Regions from separate parts of the Danio rerio genome. Here region 2 is linked to region 1. Evidence: chromatin contacts called from public Hi-C data. All regions are on one chromosome and are shown on one strand. Each heading gives the region's core, a stretch centred on a gene start, on an enhancer-like site or on the middle of the called end of the contact. The rest is flanking DNA. Distances are from core to core; before and after follow the strand shown.

What was found. Hi-C and Micro-C count contacts between places; a contact is called where the count stands out from the background.
Region 2: a contact with region 1 is called in a Hi-C map of hematopoietic stem cells, with 3 times the contacts expected there. The contact joins the promoter of setd4 here to the enhancer-like site in region 1. A contact is called at or near these places in 3 of 18 Hi-C or Micro-C datasets (caudal fin, embryo and hematopoietic stem cells).

What each region holds. Positions count from the first base shown.
Region 1 is chr1:50,202,086-50,204,785 of GRCz12tu, forward strand. pdxkb (pyridoxal (pyridoxine, vitamin B6) kinase b) reads right to left here. Exons shown (of 11, transcript NM_001145586.1): 5 at 1,477-1,511; 6 at 1,301-1,386; 7 at 1,079-1,124. Among named protein-coding and RNA genes, the nearest start is that of agpat3, 21 kb to the left of the region's middle. Within about 2 kb of position 1,251, at least 5 of the 62 cell types and tissues checked have an H3K27ac peak or open chromatin away from gene starts, as enhancers often do.
Region 2 is chr1:50,420,210-50,422,909 of GRCz12tu, forward strand. It overlaps setd4 (SET domain containing 4), which reads right to left and starts at 1,314. Exons shown (of 10, transcript NM_001045562.1): 1 at 996-1,314; 2 at 800-895; 3 at 659-696; 4 at 483-571. The coding sequence starts at 1,071.

The DNA of each region.
Region 1 (2,700 bases), core at 1-2,500:
TAATAATAATAATAATTGCTTAATATTAATATGCAATAAATGGATAAAAATATATTTTTTTTATTATTATTCATATTACTACTACTACTACAACACATACTAGATACAGTAATAATAAACAAATTCAAAACGTCAGTATTATTATTAACATTATTATTGCTATTATTATTAATTAAAAGCATGATATACTGAATAATAGTAGTGCAGAACTATTAGAAATAATACTGTTATGTTTTATATTACAACTAATATAATAAATGATAATAATAACCCTCATAATCATATCATCATGATCAACAAGCAGTTTTTTATATAAAAAAATATTGTATTAATTTTATATTTTGAAAAAGTTGTATTAGTTGGCGACATGGTGGCGCAGTGGGTAGCACTCTCGCCTCACAGCAAGAAGGTCGCTGGTTCGAGCCTTGGCTGGGTCAGTTGGCATGTCTGTGTGGAGTTAGCATGTTCTCCCCATGTTCATGAGAATTTATGGTCGTTTCCCAGTGATGGGTTGCAACTTGGAAGGGCATCGGCTGCATAAAACATATGCCGGATAGGTTGGCGGTTCATTCCGCTGTGGCGACCCCTAATAATTAAGGGACTAAGCCGAAAAGAAAATGAATGAATAAATGAAAACTTTTATTTATAACGGTAACGATAGTAATGATAACAATAGAAATTTGTACTATTAGTGATGATTCAAAATACCAATTGTTTATATATATATATATGTTATAAATACATGATTGTTAAATAATACATAATAAAAAAAAATCTAAAGTTTGAAAATTAATTTTATTATTAAAATAATATTACTACAATCAAATAACATTTTATAGCATTAATATGGCTATTTATATTTAATATTAATTTCATAAAAATAGTTTGAAAACATTATTCTTAATGTTAATAACAGCAAATGATAAAAAATTATGTAAAAAATAATTATATAACATGATATCCAACATTAAAATGAAAAGGATTTGTGTATAATTTGTATTCACAATTTCTTTTCTGCTTCCGTCCTTTCTATAAACCGACTTTCAGAGTCATTCCTCATTCATGCATTCAATCTCACCTCAACAGCATCTTTCTCTGTGCTAATATTCTTCCCTGTCAGCAGCCTACAAAGAACACAAAGAGTTCAGAAAATGTCTAGAAAAAATATATAAAATGATTTGCACGTACAACCTCAGCTGACCACCAGATGGCACTCCAGTACCACTCATCTATCAGCAAAAGCCAGCGGTTTGACATTTGCAGCACTGAATCATCCAATCACAAGAGCTTTTCTACTCACTCGGCCTCAAACTGGTTGGGTGTGATGATGTCGGCCACCGGGACCACTTTATTCTTGTACACGGGATGGAGATTCTGAGGAACATACTGCAAGAGGACAATGGGTAAAGCTATATTAAAATCTCATTCCGAATGCTGAAGGAAGAAATAAGAGGGAAAAAATGAAGGAGAGCTTACCATTGACCCATGATCACCTAAGACAGGGTCACAAACTGACAAGAAGAACAGAAGAAAGCTAGTTACACTTTAATCTGCAAGTGTTAACGTACAGTCCTGAACTGTTCAAACTACTTCACTGTTTCAGAGAAAAGTCTCTTTAGCTCAGCAGGGCTACATTTATTTATGTTAGGAATAATAAAGCTTTAATAGTGTAAAAACGCTTGCTATTGAAAATAAATATAAAATTAATTCAAATTAACAAGTAAAGCTTTGTTTTCGGCATCATTTTTCCCTTAGCATCACCAGATCTGTCAGAAATTATTCTAATGTGCTCATTTGGTGTTCATTAATATTAATGTCATGCTTGTGCTGGATAATTTATATATACATATATATTACTTTTAATCAACCAGCAAGGTTTTTTTTGACTGGAAATGACACAGGTTTTTCCAAAAAGACAATAAGACGATGTACATGATGCAACATTGTGAGGAAAAAAATGTTTATATTTTAATAAAAGTGGCTTGTCCAAAACTCTTCATATCCTTCTCAATATAGAATAGAGAAGGGTTTATTTCCTATTACAGCAATCAAATGCTTGCTATAATGTCTATAATGTCTTGTTTTACTTGTCTACACTGTTATTTTTGCTCATTCGTCTTTAGTGATGAGTAGGCCCAGACAGAATCTGCGAGCGCAGAATTCCACAGATTTTCCGCAGATTTTTAGCCCATCATTAATTCAGTTTATTTACTTGAGTAAATGTCTTTAGATATATATTTATTTAGTTTTTAAATTATTTACAGTCATATTATTGACTAATATGAAAATGTTCATCTGATTTATTAGATCTTTTAGTAGATGTATGAGAGACCTGCTTTGTTTACCAAATAAAGTAAATCTAATTGGGTTTGCATTTTAAACAATGAATAAAAGTTACAAATGTATTATTTTTTATTTCACATATTAAGGTTTTAGTTATGATACTACCAAAATAATTCCGCAGAAATCTGCAGATTTTTACTAGAATTCTCTGTAGAAATAGCAAAAAACATCCGCAGATTGCGTCTGGCCCTGGCGATGAGCTCCAACCCTTTTAGATGGAAGGTCTCCTTGCCGTCACCCTGATCTTTAGTTCCCTCCTCAGATTCTCAATTGGATTTATGTCAGGACTCTGGCTGGGCCACTCGAAAATGTTAATATTTGATGAAGCGTTAATGAATCTTATGTTAAAGTAACTTT
Region 2 (2,700 bases), core at 64-2,563, 220 kb after region 1:
ATTAGTTTACATAGTAAAAAATCTTGTCAGGAAAGTTTAGAGCAAAAATAATTCATTTTATATACGGGGTGAATTGTAGGCATGGGACGATAACTGGCTAAACCATTTCTAAGATATGTATATGATTTACGTTTTAACGTTTGGTTTGTTTGTTTGTTAAGACAACATTATCTCCAGCAGAAAAGATATATAAAGATGTGTTTTAAACTGTAAAGAAATCTGTGTTTTTAAAACAAATGAAGGCAGCAGAAGTAAATGATTCATTGGAATGATATAAAATGTTAAACATTTAAATGTTTCTCAAAATAAAACGTGTTCAAAGGGGAAAAAGTTTTAGTTTTTTTACTCAGATATTTAAAAAAAACTTTTTTTATTGAAGTAACCACAATAGCATGAAACTGAGATTTTTTTATCCAACGTTATCATCCCATCAGAATCTTATACAGGCCCATGCCTAGTGAATTGTCAACTAATTGAAATACCTTTTTATGTAATCAGCCATGTAGCTCTTCAGAACCGTGCTGGTGGTTAGTAGGCATTCCTCAGGTAAAGAAATCAAGGAGTTTTTGGCCTGCAAAAATGATAAAAAAATACATATTTAATAAGGTTTCACATATTTGAAACAAAGTATTGACATATTACTATATCCAACAGTTACCTTGATAGTTTGTGTAGACATTAGCCCCCTGCCAGTATCTGAGGGAAACAGGTTAACTTAAGTATAATATGAGTGGATGGATGGATGGATGGATGGATGGATGGATGGATAGATAAAGTACAATATAAAGTGGTTACTTGCCATGGAAGTTGACAGGAATGAGACTCTGTGAGGTGAATCCTCTTTCATTAAGCCATCTTCTCAAAAGAACAAACTGAGCTTCGTGAGATAAAGTAACTGCAGGAGCAAATGTAAATAATACAGTTTTTTAACGTGTATCATAGTTTACACCATACTGTAATGTTATAGCGGTAAACAGACGTTAACGTTAAGTTACCTATGGAAAAATCCTCGTGTTTTTTCCGTCGTTTTTTCCTCGCTCGTCTCCCAGCACGGCACCTAGTTTTATTCATCTTCAGCGGTCCACATAACCGCGCGAGCTGAAACTTGTTTTAGTTGTAAAACTATAATAAAGTGAACTAGGAAACAAAAACAAAAATTCACATGGCCAAAACACAGCCGGGTCACGTGATAAAGTTCACCTTACGTCGAACCAATAGGAATATCGTATTTGCTAGAAAGGATACAGCTGCGGCCGGAAGTAAATGAGAAACAGTTGTAACAATTCTTACAACGTCTACACCCCCAGCAGCTTCACCTTACTTTCTACCATGTATATTTTTATATAACTCTCTACACCAGGGGAGGCCAATCCTGTTCCTGAAGAGCTACCTTCCTGCAGATTTCAGTTGCTACCCATATCAAACACACCTGTATCAATTAATTAGGACCTGAACACCATGTGATAATTACAGGCAGGTGTGTTTGATTTGGGTTGCAACTGAAATCTGCAGGAAGGTGGCTCTCCAGGAAGAGGATTGGCCACCCCTGCTCTACACCTACCCCAACCATCGATCACAGTAACGTAAAACAGTAACGTTAATTATACCGAGAATTATTAATATTACCCTTGTTAAAAAATCTATAGGATCTTAAAGGATTCCTAAAATTCTAATAGAGATTCTGAATTTTTCTTATAGGATTTTCACTTTGTGCTATGTAGGACTTTAAATCCTTTGGGACATTATGACTTAATGTATTGAAATTTCCTCTTTGTCTTCAGGATCTGAATTAGATTTGTCGAATTATTAGACTGTGATTAGATTGTGTGTTTTAATGGAATTTCACTTTTTTTCTATAGGATATTTTTGATTCTGTCAATTAATTATTGTGTAGATGGATGTTTTTTTTTCGAAGACCTTAGATTTTTCTTAGTTTAATGATTATAATATGAACATATACAAATTACAATGTAATAAACATTTCAGTAAACATATATTATAAATAAACATTTTAAATTAATATTTATTAAATTATCCATTGAATTTTATTAACGTCTAACCCCACCCCAACCCTCAATGTTCATTCATTCATTTTCTTTTGGGCTTAGCCCCTTTATTAGTCTGGGGTCGCCACAGCGTAATGAACCACCAACTTTACCAGTACATGTTTTACACAGGGGATGCCCTTCCAGCTGCAACCCATCACTGGGAAACATCCATACACACTCATTCACATATGATGTGGCGACCCCTGATGAATAAGGGACTAAGCTGAAGGAAAATGGATGAAAATAGATGAAAGATCTTGTGAACCCGGTAACCCCTGACTGCTATTGGATTTGTTTTTCCTACTACAGATGCTTATGTTTATCGAGGTTATCTGACATTTAAAAAAAAAAAACTAAGAAACTCATAGGCTTGAAACACTTAGTAACAGACAGAAACACTTTTTGGGTGAACATTCCTTTTAACCACAGACGTAAATACTATTGCTATTAATGTTACAAAGGTTATGATTATGGTTAGAATCCGCCCAATCTAGCACTGACGACGGATCTATAGGCCTGTGATTTTATCAGCTTTTAGCATGTAAACAAGTTACCAATACAGCAAACAGGAGTCACTAGGAAATGTTTAAAGTGTCAAGTGAATTGAGTGAAATGTTGTAGGCTAGTACAGGCTACCAGAAGGGTTTAAGGA